5 separate regions of the Mus musculus genome follow, and all the other regions are linked to region 1. Evidence: chromatin contacts called from public HiChIP or PLAC-seq and Micro-C data. All regions are on one chromosome and are shown on one strand. The core of a region is the stretch at or near the end of the contact, and the rest is flanking DNA. Distances in the headings are between cores, read along the strand shown. Region 1 holds the start of Fam20c (family with sequence similarity 20, member C). Region 2 holds the start of Adap1 (ArfGAP with dual PH domains 1). Region 3 holds the start of Zfp113 (zinc finger protein 113). Region 4 holds the start of Mblac1 (metallo-beta-lactamase domain containing 1). Region 5 holds the start of Cyp2w1 (cytochrome P450, family 2, subfamily w, polypeptide 1).

Region 1 (2,770 bases), core at 13-2,512:
GGTCCCCCAAAGGTACACAAAATGCCTGGCGTGTGAAATAGCTTTCTAGTGGGGTGTCTTTATTCCCGAAGGGTCGGACGCGCTAGCCCCACCCCAAACCTCCTCTTCTCTGCTCACCAGTCAGGATTCTCTGCTGCCTTGGGGTTAAACCTGATGTCGCTGTTCACATTAAACAGGACGTCGTCCTCTGTCAGAGGAGGCACAGCCCCCTGGTAGAGAGGGTGCTCAAACAACTTGGCTAAGAGCGATCCGTCCCCGCTGGGGCCAGGGGGCGGTACCCGCGGTCGGGGCCCCGGGTCTCGAAGCAGCGGCCGATGCGCTGGGTCACGGGGTGGCGGGGAACGGGGCTCCTGACCCCGCGGAGCGTGATCCACCGGCTCTGCTGCAGAAGGCAGCTTCTCCAAGGAGTGGGAGGTTAGGTTAGAGGCTGGATCTGAGCTGAAGTCTTGCAGGATGCGCAGTGTGTGTTTGTTGGGCCAGCCTGCGTCGCCACCGGCGGACTCCCCCGGTCTGCTCCTTGCCTGGGCCCAGCCTGGACCAGCTGCCTCTGCTGCCGGCTGAGCGCAGGAGCAACCGGGCTCCCCGGAGGATCGCGTGGCGCGTCGGTCCAGCTTGGGTAGCAGGTCAACAGCAATGTGCAAAGCGCAAGCCAGTAGGAATACTACCAGGATGAGCACGCGAAACCTGCGCACCAGTATCATCTTCATGGCCGCGCAGGCCAGCGGGCTGGGGGGTTCGGGACGCGCGCTCCACCGGTGCCCCTCAGCTTGGCACCAAGCCCGCAACGACCCGCGGGTCAAGGTCCATTCAGTGTACTAGCAGCTAGCAGCTCGGGGGCTGTCCCCAGACTTGGACGTCGTGAAGGACAACCGCCACCAAAGCACCAGCTCTCCAGGCCATTTCGGGGGGCGGCCAGCGGCCCTCGTCGGTGGAGCGGGTGGCAGTGGTGACAGGGAACGCAGGGGCGTACGAGGGTCTCCGGGACGGCGACCACACTCAGCGGGCGTGTAAGCAGAAGGCGCGGCTGTTCATCCCGTCCAAGGCGCGACAGATCCGATCCAGAGCGCGGTGCTCCCGCTGGGCCATGCCGGGTCCTGGGCAGGCGACAAAGCGGCTCCTCTGTTCTGTCAGGCTGAGGCTGGGAGACCGGGCTGGAGAGACAGAGGCGAGAAGGGGAGCGCGAGGGGGCGCGCAGGGAGAGGCGACGATCTGGCAGGTGCAGCAGGCCGACCCGGAGCGCAGCGCCCGCACCGCCTAGCTCCAGGCGCCCCGCGCCCGGCCCGCTGATATCCGAGCGCGCCGGAGCCGCCCCCCGCGTCAGCGCCCGCAGATTGGCGGAGCCGTGGCCCCGCGAGGCCCGGCCGGCCCGGCGCTAGCCCGCGCTCCCCTCTCTCCTCCCCCTTGGCCGCGCCCCGCGGTGTCGCCGCGCCTCCTCCGCGCTGAGCCGGGAGCCAGAGAGGCCCGGCTGGGAACCCGCAGGCAGCGGTGGCTTCGGCCCTGTGCGCGCGGCTCTCGGCCTGGTAGCCTGCGTCCCTGAAGCTCCACGCGCCGCCAGTTGCAGCCGCACAGCTCCTCCCCGGCGAGTGGAGGCCAGAAAACAGGCCAAGTCCCTCCCCGAAGCCCGCGGGGCGTCTGCGCGGCCGGACAAGCTCCTCTCCGGGCGGTGTCCTGGCACCTCGGGTACCCGCAGCCCACTAGGTGGAGGACGAAGAGACGACGTTGCCACGCGGCGGAGAGAACGGCGGAGGAGCGCGTTGGGCCCCCGATCCGATGGGACTCCAGAAGCTCGGCAAGGCTGCCGGGCCCACCCCACCCCAGGGGACACGCCTGCGCCTTAACCCTGGCGGCGCCGCGCGGAGCCTGGCTGAGTGGCGCGGATGCGCGGGCGGTGGGCGGGGCGCGTCTCGCTGCCTGCCCTCTGGGATGCTAAATCGGGGTGCACAGTAAAAAGAGATCTGCTTTCACCACGTGGCTTCATTTGTGGCCACAGGGCTTCTGGATCCCCAACCCCTAGTAGGAAGTAGGAATCTCTGGGAATTTCTGCTAAAATTCTGGGAAGGTAAGCGTGAGAGGGTCAGCCACAGATCCACAAGCTGAGCAGACCTCAGGGCTTCAAGCACCTGCAGATTTCCACAGCAGCCCAAGCCAACTGCTGTGTAAGGGACTGAGGGGCGGAGTCTGTGCTCTACGGAGCCCCTCTTTGTCATGCTCTCTTGGCTGTGCTCCCCGGCCCTGGAATGCTCTCAGCTCGAGTTCTCTATGAATCAAGTGCACAACTCATGTTCTTTCTGAAGATTCAGCGACAAGTCTGTGTTAGTTGACGTTCAGTAGACACCCACTAGCTGCTTGTTAGGGACGAAGAGAGTCGCAGCCAGCTAGCTGGTCAGCAAAGGTGCCTCCTAGGCCTTTAGAAAGGAAGAGAGGGTGGAGTTCCACACTCCTGTAACAGGAGCTGATGCCTGTGTTGGGCAGCATAGTGGAAACCCAAGAGTGCAGTGGGTGGGGTCTTAATAGAGGTGCACTCCCCAAGAAGGTATGGCTTACATCATGAAAACTGAGGCATTCTGCATTCATCCGGCCCTCCCACTCACACAGACAATGAGTTTGTGTGTGGAGATGGTGGGCCTGAGGTGGGAGTAGGACGGAAGCACCCACAACCTGGGACCTCTGGAGAGAGACGAATGTCATCAGGGTAGAGTCACCTGCTCCTGGGAGCATCAGTTCGTGGGGCTTCCCATTGTCTCCTGGTGTCCTGGACAGTCCGTTCATC
Region 2 (2,795 bases), core at 178-2,677, 570 kb before region 1:
AGACCTGGGACACAACTACTACCATTAGTCTATTTTTGTCTTGATTCTGTATTTTTGTTGCTTGTTTGTTTGTTTGTTTTTAAAGACTGGGTCTCGTATAGTCCAGGTTGTTCTCCTCATACTAGATGTGTAGCTGAGGATGGCCTTGAACAGCGGATCCTCCTGCCTCGACCTCCTGGGCACTGAGAGTAGAGGCATCCGTCAGTACTCCTAGGTTCTGTGGTGCCGAGGACACAATACGCAGCTCGGTGAATGCTGGGTAAGCTCTCTATCCATTGAACCACTTCCCCAGCCCCCAGCAGTCTGCATTTTGCTTCATTCTCCAAGCTCCTGCTGTGTGCCAGGTCTGGAGCCAGGCTCCAGTAGGCTTCAGGAGAAAAACATTAGATCCGTTAAACAACAAGCCTACAGCGCCACCGGCCTCAAGACCTCCAAAATGTGCATTGGGGCAGGTTGCATGTTCTGTCTCCTGATCCCAAAACAAGTTCTGCAATGGCATGACAGCCAGGTCAGGAGGGACAGATGCCCCTGGCAAGACAACAGCCTCAGCAGAGGGCCACCAGGTGGAGTCGGCCAGGATTGCAAACGTTCATGACATCAAAGTAGACACTCAGAAAGACAATGTGCAGTAAAGCAGCATGACATACGTGGTGGGACAAAACGGACCCTTCCTCCCCAGGAAGCAAGAGAGAGCATAACGAAGAGGCTAGGGTCCCAACAACCTAACTTCCTCCCAGTAGCCCTGACCACACTATAGCATCACCGTGGGGACTGTGCCCTTAACCCAGGGGCCTTTGCGGGGCAGGGAACACTGTGGGGCCAAATCATAGAGCAACCAACACCCTGGCTGTGACATATTAGCAGGAGTAGACTCTCAGGAGGCTTTGGAGATGGCTTTCATTTCTCAGTTGGGTGTGGCCATTGGCTTCTAAATGGCTACTATTGCGTTTATAATGGAGAAAATGGAATTTGAAAAGAAATGCTAGGGCCAGTTAAAGAAGCAGACACCCGGCTCTGGGAGGGAGCGGGCCAGAGATCAGGAAGGGTGTGGCCAGTTCTTGTCCTATCTCTTGGAGATGAGACTATAGACTTGGACACGTGTGAGGGTGGAGCCCTTCGATCCTTTTAGTACTGGAATTTGTCATTCATAGGTAGGGCTAGCCTGAGCTGCCCGCGACCTCAGCTTCAACCCAACAGGCACGCTTGCGTGTTGGGTGGCCCATCCTTCCGCAGCGCGGGTTCCCTGCGACCCCGCCCCAGGTGGACCCGTTGAGGCCGGGCTCTCCAAGAGGCCGCTCCCTGTCCGCGCCGCTGGGGGCCGCCCGCGGGCCGCGCCGTCCCGGGCGCGCCGTGCGTTACTCCCCGGTCCCCGCGCGCGCAGCTCCGCTCAGGGCGGCCCCGCGCGGCGACACGATCGGGGCCGGCGCGCGGGCTGAGCGGTGGCGATGGCGCAAGGCGGGCGGCGGGCGCGCGGCGCGGGGCCCTAGCGGGGCGGGCGTGCTCGGGACGGCGCGGTGGCCGCGCAGCCATGGCCGGGGAGCGGCGCCGGGCGCTGCTGGAGCTACTGACGCGGCCGGGGAACACGCGCTGCGCTGACTGCGGAGCCCCGGGTAGGTGCGGGACGGGCGGAGGCGCGGGGTGCGGCCGGGTGGACAGGACTGCGTGGGGGGCGCGGGGGATGGGGACGCGCCACGCGCTGGGTCCTGGCTGGGTTGGGGCGCGGCCCGGGTGCACCTGCCGGCGTCAGGGACTGGCAGTGGTGAGGCGCAGCATCCGGAGGGCACCTCGCGGGCTCCGTGCGACCTGTGCCGCCGACTCCCCTCCCCCGCCGGGCTGCGTGTCACGCTGTCACCCGCAGCCGCCTCCCCTCCCCAGCCTTGCGAAACCTTGGCGTCTCGGGGTATTAAAAAAAAAGAGGAAATCAGCAGGGGCGGTTGGCTTGCAAGGAAAGCGGCCAGTGAGCCCAGGGTGTCTGCCAGGGAGTATGGGGTCCACCTGGTTCCCAGCTACCTGGAGATGACGTCATGGCATCCCTGCCTGGGGCCACCGTCTTGTACAGACTCAAGGCTGGGGGAGGATGCAGAGCCTTGGGTGGCCCTGTGAGGACATTCTGGCCATGTGCCTTTGGCTCTCTCTACCTAGCTTCTCTGGGATCAGGACAGTCGGGGACAGGTGGGAGTCATAGACGCATATGTCAGACATCTTCCAGACTTTGTCCCTTGGTTGCTCCAGGTTTGGAAGGATTTGTAGGGGCCAGAACACAGGGGCTCAGGATTGGCTATGGAAAAAGGGCCGGGTTCTCTGACCAGCTGGCAGGCTCTGAGAGCTGGCCCTCCCAGGCCGATCCTATCTGGGTATGCAGGTGGGGACAGGGCATTTCAGGGATATCAGGGGGCCCTAGCATGAACCCCTCAGAACATACCAGGAATCAATTCCTTGGGGACTTAACTCTATCTCCCTGAGATGCAGGCGGAAAGCCTGCAGTCTGTAAATAGGACCTCCTTCCCATCTCTCCCCCACATCCCCGCCTCTGGGCTGAAGAGTGCCAGCCTGAGGCTGAGAATCTGCTAGCCAATAGTAAGTGCATGCCACCCCAGGGGCCCTGGTGTCCCTGGGAGGAGACATTGACCAAGCTTCAGTGGGAAGTAGGCAAGATGAAGTAGCCCTTTCCTGGTCTCTTGGGGCACCGCAGGGCCCTGACGGTGGTGCAGCGGGGTGGTGCCTCCCTGGTGCTATGTGGTACTGCTGCCAGCTGGCCTGGCTCAGTGGACTCTCCCCACCTCCCTCTCTCAGAC
Region 3 (2,735 bases), core at 188-2,687, 600 kb after region 1:
TGAGATCTGACGCCCTCTTCTGGGGCATCTGAAGACAGCTACAGTGTACTTAGATATAATAATAATAATAAGTAAATCTTTAAAAAAAAAAAAAGTACTGGCTGCTCTTCCAGAGGACCCAGATTCCATGCACTCATATGGCCACTCATTACCGTAACTCCAGTTCCAGAAGATGTGATGGCTTCATCTGACCTATATCTGAATCAGGTGTGTGTGTATGTGTGTGTGTATGCAGGAGAAAAACACTCATTAAAATACTAAATCTTCAAATAAATATTAAATCTATTAAAATAATTTTTTGTCTTGCTTTTTTTGAGACAGGGTTTCTCTATGTAGCCCTGGCTGTCTGGAACTCACTCTGTGACCAGCCTGGCCTCGAACTCAGAAATCTACCTGCCTCTGTCTCCCAAGTGCTGGGATTAAAGGCGTGCACCACCACTGCCTGGTTAAAATAAATCTTTTAAAAACTGAGTGCTGAGTGCTTTAAAAAAAAACCCATGGTGCTATTTTGGATATAATATCATTAGCACCAACATAAATTCCAAATTTTAAAAATATAACTATTATACTTATCAAGCAGTGGAGAAATCATGTTAAAAAGGTAATCCTTTTTTCTACTATAAGAAGTTTTGAAATAAAATATTTTCTTAATTAGTGAGAATGTTCAAAATAATTAAAGAAAAATTGATGAGTAAAAAAAAAAAAACAAAAAAACAAAAAAAAAAAAAAAACAAAAACGGGGGCTGGAGACATGGCTCAGTGGTTAAGAGCACTGACTGCTCTTCCGGAGGTCCTGTGTTCAAATCCCAGCAACCACATGGTGGCTCAAAACCATCTGTAACAAGACCTGACTCCCTCTTCTGGTATCTGAAGACAGCTACAGTGTACTTACATATAATAAATAAAATAAATCTTAAAAAAAAAAAAACCAGAAAAACAAAACAAAAACCAAAACCCATGGTGCACTTTTATTTATTTATTTTTTTGTTTGTTTGTTTTGTTTTGTATCATAGGCCAGGCTGGCCTCACAGAGATCTGCCTGACTGTGCTTCCCCAGCGCTGGGATTAAAGGCGTGCGCCATCACGACCAGCCAATGGTGCACATTTATATTAAAGGATTCTTCAAGTTTCATATATTTGCTATGGAGGTGATGGTGTACTCTCTCTCTTGCTATGGAGGTGATGGTGTACTCTCTCTCTCAGAGCCACTAGAACTTGTGCCCTGAATTTCCTGGACCTCCAACTTCTTCAGCTTACGCATCGTCCCTTCCCAACCTGGCCAGCAAGTGGCGCAGTCTGGTGCCCTTGTTTCCCAGCACCATCGAGAACAGCACCATCAGCGTACCATCGAGAGATGAAGACCTCCCATTTTCCTAGAGAGAGCAAGTGGGCATTTGTTGTCCTGGGTGGTGAGAAAGGACGACCCGGAAACGATATGGGGAGGGGCAGTTTCCGTTCTTTGTTCTGTTCTCCGTTGTGTGGGTCTGTAACAGGGTCCAACAGGACCTGTTTCGTGTCCGGCCCCCTAAGTCTTACGTCCCTGTCCCCAGGGTGAGTGGGGCCATCTCCCGGACTCGCGGTGAGGTGGAAGTTGTGGTCTCCGGGGAAGGGGGTTGGTGTTCACACGTCCGCGGCCCGCCGGGGTTCTGGGCCCACCTTCCTCCTGCAGTCGCTGTCCAGCTCCGCAACCCTAGCTGCAGGCGCGCAGCGTGATCCCGGGTGTCGCGTAATGGGACTCCGGGTCTGCTTTTGTGTCTCTTACCGTCCCCAGCCCCAGTGTTTAAAATTCCTAGCGTCGCTACGGAGGTCTCCCTCTCTTTAAAACAACTGATGACAGATTGCCACCCTAACTTGGTACTCTCAGCACACCGATTTCTGTGTGAGGGCAGGAGAAGGAAGTTTTTCCTTAATTGGATCGGAAAACCAGACAGTAGTTCTGGGTCGCAGTGAGAACTAGGGCTTGGGAGGAGGTGCGAACTCGGGTCCTCCGTAACCTCACCAAGATCTCATGTCCTATGGCTATGAATAGGGTTTTTTTGTTTTGTTTTTTGTTTTTTTTTTTAAGCTTACTGACTGATACCTTTTCGTGGACATGCTGGGGCCGGCTCCCTGCAGAAGTGGCCGAGTATGTCCAGTGCATTAGCTGGCTAAAACATTGAGAACCTAGTTGAACACAGAGAACCTTAGTCCATTTCAGCTCTCTTAGGGTGTACTGAAAAGACAGTATGTGATGGTCTTTGCTGGTAGTTCCTAGCACATTCCTTTACCCTCCGTACTTCTTAAGTACCTATATTAGACATAAACTGAACCCGATTTCCCCATTTTGACCCCTTAATCATACAGAACTGGTAGAACCTAAAACAGAAATTCTCAACCTTCCTCATGCTATGACCTTTTAATGCAGTTTCTCATGTGATGACCCCCAACCGTAAAGTTATTATTGTCACTACTTCATAACCGTATTTTTTTTGCTACTGATAAGAACAGTAATGTAAATATCTGTGTTTTCCAATAGTCTTAGGTAACCCCTGTGAAAGAGTCATTCAACTTTCAAAGGGGTCACGACCTACAAGTTTGAGAAACAATGACCTAATGTGAATTTCCAGGAATTAGCCAAATTGGCTTGCTCACATCTAATCCCAGCACAGAGGCAAATGAAGCAAGGCCAACTTGTCCTATACAGTGAATTCCAAGCTAGTCTGGGCTATAGCCTGATTCTTACCCAATAAAGAAAG
Region 4 (2,890 bases), core at 17-2,516, 560 kb after region 1:
TATAAATCAGGATGGCTCAGCAGGTAAAGGGTCCCTGGCGTCAAGTCCGACAACCTGAACTCGATCCTGGGGACCCACAGGATGGAGAGAACCGACTCTTCCAAAGTAGCCTTCAGAATTCCACAGGCACACACGCACATCCCAAATACATATTTTAACTATTTTTTTTCCTATATTTTACGGAGGCTCATGGAGGATGTGGATCTAAGCCAGTCCTTTGTCCTGCTTAGGTTGCAATGATTAAAGGGGACTGATGTCAATCATTCTGTCCTGTTTGGAAGCTGCCTCCTAGAAAGCTGCACGTGACAAATATTGCTTGTCTTGACTGTGTCCTCTAGGTCTCCCGGACCAACTGACGCCGGTTCCTCGCTGGAAGGGGCTTTCCTGACTGGAGTCCAGTCAAGCAACCGCCTTGCCTTCACATATCAAATCCTCTGAACTTTTCACTGTTTCCCTGACCACTCGAAAGGGGGCTCCGTGACCAGGCACCACCACATCAGCTACGCTCAGAATCCTCTCCCGGCTCCGCTGCTGAGCTACTGGGTCTTCGCTCAGGGCCTGCCAGGAGTCCTCGTCACCAAGTCGCTCGAACACATCGCCAGCCACCACCACGGTGCCCAGGCTGGTGCCCTCCACTACGACGCTCACGTCCCGCTGTCCTCCGTGGCCCGGCGTGGCCCACACCTGCAGTCCCGAGCCCAGTATCAAGGGCTGCGTTTCACACAGCCCATGGGGCAGATAGAGACCCTCGGGAAGGCAGAAGTCATGGGAGACTAACAAAGCTGCCTCGGGAAACAGCCCCAGGTTCCCAATATGATCCGAGTGTCCGTGGGTGCCCACCACCAGAGTCACATCTTCGGGGGCCACGCCCTGTGTAGCCAGGGCTTCCAGCAGCGCACCCCGCGCCCAGGGTCCCCCGGTGTCCACGAGGATGGGGCCACGCACCGCCTCCTCCAGGGCAGTCTTAGAGCCGCCGTCTGCGGATGGGGCCAAACCGCGGCTGGAGTCCGAGGCCCAGCCCCGAGGCAGGACGAGAGTCACAGTGCCATCAGCACGCACCGCGTCGCCCGCTCCCTGCGGCTCCGCGTAGCCGCGCAGCAGAACCACCACGGAGTAGGAGCCGCTGGACGCCAGCAAAGGGATCTCACCATGCAGGGGCTCGGTGCGCACTGGACCGTTCATGACAAGGGAGATTTACCCCGCCACGGACGTCTGCCCAGTCCCTCCAAAATCCTACCGCAAGCCCCGCCACTCTTTCCAAGGTGCAACTCGTTTGCTACCCACCAGATCTTAAAGTGGTATCGCCCTCCACTACCACCCCTGCTGAAGATGGTATCGCCCAACTGGCCTTTCCATGCGACCTCAAGACTTCCTAGATTCTTTTGGTCAGTCCCCCCTTAGGCTTATAGTCGGTAGGTTCTCACGCATCCACATCTGAAAGATATCTTTTACTTCTTTATTCTAGCTGTTGTCTACTTTGAAACTAAACTATCGCTGTCCTTAAGGGTTTTTGTTTTCTTTTGTTTTTTAACGCTGGGAAAACTCAAAAGGTGAGAAAACGCGAGATTTTTTGCCTTTTATGGGCTTCCGTACAAACTACCGCGCCTGAACCACGGCGTAATCCTAATCCTGTATAGTTCATATTATGTATTACACTTAACTTCTGAGTTCTTGTTTTGTTTTTTATTTTCCTGATACAGGGGCTCAAGGAGACCAAGATGGTCTTGAGCTCGCTACATAGCTGAGGAAGACTGAGCTCTTGATCCTCTTTTCCAAGTCCTAGTGGTACAGTTGTTTTCCCAACCCCAACCAGTATCCTTGGGGTGGATAATTATAAGAACACCATTAGCAACTAATAGATAGCAGGCCAATGGCCCCACTGTCTGGGTGCTCCCTCATCGATAATGTGTGCATGTTTGAAATGGGACTCAGCTGATATATATATAAAAGGTTTAATAGCAATATAGAAAATATGGCACCTGTGAAATAGGAAATATAGCCCACATGTCTACCCCATCTAACCCGAGTATTGCTTCACTCTCTTCCAGCATCCTGTTCTTATTCACAGATTGATGGTATACGGCCTCATGTTTGCAGTGTATATTGGTTCTTGAGGGTCTCTTTTTGGCTTCTTACTTTAAGACAGGGTTCAGCTCTGGTTGGTCCCGAACTGCCAAGTAGCTGGATGGTATTCTGATATTCCTGCCAACGCTTCTTTGAGTGCTGAGATTACAGCGGTATGCCACCACATCAGGGTTCAACTCCCATCACTGTCCATACTAGGCAGGCACTCTACCAATTGCGCTGCTCGCTCTTCTCTGGCCTCTTGAAAGGGTTTAAAATAGACCCTTTAAAAAGCAAAGTGACTTTCCCACAGCTCACACCACTATTGACCAATCGGTGCAGGTGAAGACCAGTAAAACGTAGAGAAAAGTTTCAAAACTGTCACCACATACTTGTTCAATTAAGTGGCTGCATGTGGTTCAACCCTGAAGGCAAAACTTGCTTCTGCTTCTTCCCCCCTACCCTTCTCCTTTCCTGTTGCCATTCTGGGTCCCCAGGATCATAGCCGAGATCATACCAAGAAGACATTAGAAGCCTAGGGGCGGGGAAGGACGGGAGAGCACAAGAGTTTAGAAAACTCTCCACGACCCATCCTTGGGGTTCAAAAGTAAGGGTCAAAGATCTTCTGGGTCATGCTTGGGATTGCCTGAAGTCTTGGTTATCTCTTCTTCTTCTTCCTCCTCTTCGTCATCTGCCTCCTCCTGCCCATCACTGATCTTCTCCTTTCCAGTCCAAGCTTCCCGTAGACAAGCTGGGTGGAATGAGAAGAAAACAACCTCAGGGTTAATGCCGGGAACAGCTGGGAAGCTAGGGGAGGAGTCTGTCC
Region 5 (2,849 bases), core at 194-2,693, 600 kb before region 1:
AATCCAAGAGGCCTAGTCTCCCCCCCATCTGGCAAGGAACCCCAATGCCCACCTACCCCCACCTCGCTGGATGTGCTGGAAGATGGGAATTGGGGGCCGGTCGGCTAGCTCATGCCCGGTTCCAACCAAGGCCTCCCTCACCACCTCATAGCCCGACAGCACCACGGTCTTCTGAGATCCCAGATGGATTGTGAACATGGGCCCGTAGCGTTCTGAGAGCTGGTGGGGACAGACAGGTGTCAGACAGGCAGCCTCCACCCACCCTCTAAGAGTTACATACAGCCGTACTGTATGTAGGCTGGAAGCTTAAGAGCTGGAGAGAACCCCAAGAGCCCCTCCAGTCTCCCCAGGAGGGGGCGCTGTTCAAATGTTCAAACTTCCATCACCCCACTTCAAAGAGAAACCGTTGAAAAAAAATGAGAAAGCTAGAGTGGAATTTGTGGGTCTCACCCAGAGCCATGGCTGGATCTGCCTGATCTCTGCTCCTCAGACTGGGCCCCGAGGTAGGGCCTGAGCCTCTGAACCTAGTGCCGGCAGCCACGTCGGAGTCTAGCCTGACCCACCCTAGGAAAGGTGTGGCAGAGCCACTTCAAGCTAGCTCTGCAGTTGTGTGGACTTCTCTGCAAACAAGAGTCCCCAGACAAAATTCAAGGACCTCCACCCTACTGAGCCAGTTAACCCTGGCCAGTGGCGGTGCAGCCAGCTTACCTTCATGTCTGAGTTCTAGGGAGAAGCCGTACCTAGCTAATACCCTACCCAGACAAGGGCACTGCTGCCCTGCCACATTTCCAACACTTCTAGACACACCTGCCAGTCTCTTCCTCATTGTTCCAGAGCCCACCCTGCTCACCAATCCTGAGCCCTGACCCTTGGCTGCTGTCCTGTCCCATCTATCTATCTATCTATCTATCTATCTATCTATCTATCTACCTACCTACCTACCTACCTACCTACGTATCTATCTATCTATCTATCTATCTATCTATCTATCTATCTATCTATCTATCTATCTATCTTTTATTTGCAATTCTGGGATAGAACCAGGCTCTTGTGAATGCTAAGCAAACACACTACAATGAGCTATCTCCCTAGCCTAGGCCACTCTTGCTTCCAACATCTGCTCTCTGGGACAAGCCTCTGGCATCCTGAATCCCCCCTGGCTTCCCTTGTCAGTGCTGGGACACAGACACCATGTGAGCTGTGAGATGAAATAGGGTCGCCCACCCTACCTCCATCAGTGCCCGGTCTTGTTGGGTCACACCCAGCAAATGCAGGTTCCCCAGGAACGGCAGAGGGCGAGGCCCAGGGGGCCACCGAGGAGCCAGGGAGGGGCTCCGGGTGCAGCCCTGGAGCAGTCCCCACAGCCCCAGAAGTAGCAAGATCCCCCAGACACCCAGGAGCAGCAGAGCCATGTGAACAGCTGGATGGCAAATCCTCAGCTCTCCAGGGGCCCAGTGAGCCCTCTGCCTTATAGCCATCCTCCCCAGGGCGTGCCGGCACCCCACCCACCCCACCACCCCGAGAATGTGGAATGAGCAGTTTGCAGGAGACAGCCCAACAGGAGGCTTAAAGCTACAGGTTATGTGGAATGTGGGGTCTCCTCTGTGGCAGGGGGCCTGGGTTGGGGGCTGAAAGGACCTCTGTCGGCAGTACAGAGCCAAGACGTTTTGGTCACAGGTTATCCAAGCCTGGGCCAGGCGAGGTCAGGCTTCCAAGATACCTACATCCATCCCTCCATGTCTCCTCAGGTTCCAGTGTCACAGTCAGAGCCATGTCTATTCTGTCCCCCACTTTGGGAACCAATAGTTCTCCGTGGCCTCCCGTCAAAGTAGAACTTACGGGACTCTGAGACTAGACCCTCATCCTGAAAGAAAGGATGAGGGTCCCCTGTGTCCTCAGGACCCTAGTGCCCAGCAGGTACACTGAATGCCCTGTGCAGCCATCAAGGACCTCTCTCACCACAAGGACCTCAAAGCTCATAGCCTTCAGAAGCAGTGAGTGTCTGCTGAAGCTGAGGGAGCTCTCACCCCAGCAGCCTGGAGTAAGGGGCACAACCACCCAGACACTGAGGGGCCATCCCATTTAGGAGACCGTGAACAGACCCAGCAGGTGGCTGGGTTTACAGCCCTAGCTGTCTGGGCTCTAATCCTGTCTCTTAAACCCTGGAGGCCTCACTGGGGAGGAGGTGCCTCTGTGAGAAAGGGCTCTGCGGGCGGGTGGCTCTTGGCACCAGAAGTAGCTGGGTTGCTTCCCCGCAGCCTGCCTCAACATGAGGCACCTGGAGTCCTACCCCCCAAGCAGGGCCCCTCACCACGGGGCCTATTCCCTGGGGTGTTATCCACGCCCTGCACAAATGCTGAGCTGAGGAAGGCGCAGAAGCCATCCGCAGTCCTTACAGCCAGGTCTTGTCTGTGGAGAGAAGCCCAGCCTAGACTGCATTCACCCTAGCACCTCTCTTCCCTGCAACAGCGTGAGCCTGGGCTGCGACAGCTCCCTGTCGCTACTGTGGATGTCTGGGTCATGTTTCAACCAACTGCCACCAAGGCCACTTACAGAATATCCAAGCTAGGGCCCCTACCCAGACAGGAAAATCTACATAATCGCTGCAAGAAATCCTTATTGAGCAGTTGCTATGTGCCAGACTTGGCCAGGAGCGAGGGCTATGGAAATCAGAGGCAGAGGGACCAACAGGACTCTGATGTCACAATCCCAGGGGAGGATTGGTGTGGCTCCGTTTGCTTGTATTGGAAAGGAGGAAGTCAAGGCAGATGGTGTGCTGTGGTGTCTGCACGGTAGCTGGTGAGCTGAGATTTGCCTGGCCATCAGGGACAATGAATGGGATGTGGAGG

Evidence for each region. A called contact is a pair of places that touch in the nucleus more often than the background predicts. HiChIP or PLAC-seq counts read pairs in DNA pulled down with a chosen protein or histone mark.
Region 2: a contact with region 1 is called in a Micro-C map of embryonic stem cells, with 1.9 times the contacts expected there. The contact joins the promoter of Adap1 here to the promoter of Fam20c in region 1. A contact is called at or near these places in 1 of 39 promoter capture datasets (embryonic stem cells), 1 of 484 Hi-C or Micro-C datasets (embryonic stem cells) and 1 of 115 datasets of contacts at active chromatin or transcription factors (pancreatic cancer cells).
Region 3: an H3K4me3 HiChIP or PLAC-seq map of bone marrow-derived macrophages shows a contact between it and region 1, with 6 times the contacts expected there. The contact joins the promoter of Zfp113 here to the promoter of Fam20c in region 1. A contact is called at or near these places in 3 of 115 datasets of contacts at active chromatin or transcription factors (bone marrow-derived dendritic cells, bone marrow-derived macrophages and forebrain).
Region 4: a contact with region 1 is called in an H3K4me3 HiChIP or PLAC-seq map of bone marrow-derived macrophages, with 5 times the contacts expected there. The contact joins the promoter of Mblac1 here to the promoter of Fam20c in region 1. A contact is called at or near these places in 2 of 39 promoter capture datasets (embryonic stem cells and neural stem cells), 3 of 484 Hi-C or Micro-C datasets (bone marrow-derived macrophages and embryonic stem cells), 13 of 115 datasets of contacts at active chromatin or transcription factors (VIP interneurons, astrocytes, bone marrow-derived dendritic cells and 9 more) and 3 of 9 other capture datasets (adipose tissue, macrophages and pancreatic islet).
Region 5: an H3K4me3 HiChIP or PLAC-seq map of embryonic stem cells shows a contact between it and region 1, with 3 times the contacts expected there. The contact joins the promoter of Cyp2w1 here to the promoter of Fam20c in region 1. A contact is called at or near these places in 3 of 115 datasets of contacts at active chromatin or transcription factors (bone marrow-derived macrophages and embryonic stem cells).

Annotation. Positions count from the first base shown.
Region 1 is chr5:138,753,573-138,756,342 of GRCm38.p6, reverse strand. It overlaps Fam20c (family with sequence similarity 20, member C), which reads right to left and starts at 1,262. Exons shown (of 10, transcript NM_030565.6): 1 at 118-1,262. The coding sequence starts at 707.
Region 2 is chr5:139,324,096-139,326,890 of GRCm38.p6, reverse strand. It overlaps Adap1 (ArfGAP with dual PH domains 1), which reads left to right and starts at 1,427. Exons shown (of 11, transcript NM_172723.4): 1 at 1,427-1,610. The coding sequence starts at 1,529.
Region 3 is chr5:138,154,446-138,157,180 of GRCm38.p6, reverse strand. It overlaps Zfp113 (zinc finger protein 113), which reads left to right and starts at 1,437. Exons shown (of 5, transcript NM_019747.4): 1 at 1,437-1,551.
Region 4 is chr5:138,192,690-138,195,579 of GRCm38.p6, reverse strand. Mblac1 (metallo-beta-lactamase domain containing 1) reads right to left here and starts at 1,266. Exons shown (of 1, transcript NM_177878.3): 1 at 1-1,266. The coding sequence starts at 1,182. The coding sequence ends at 400. It overlaps Cnpy4 (canopy FGF signaling regulator 4), which reads right to left. Exons shown (of 6, transcript NM_178612.4): 6 at 1,686-2,815. The coding sequence ends at 2,679.
Region 5 is chr5:139,351,210-139,354,058 of GRCm38.p6, reverse strand. Cyp2w1 (cytochrome P450, family 2, subfamily w, polypeptide 1) reads right to left here and starts at 1,443. Exons shown (of 9, transcript NM_001160265.2): 1 at 1,230-1,443; 2 at 57-219. The coding sequence starts at 1,412.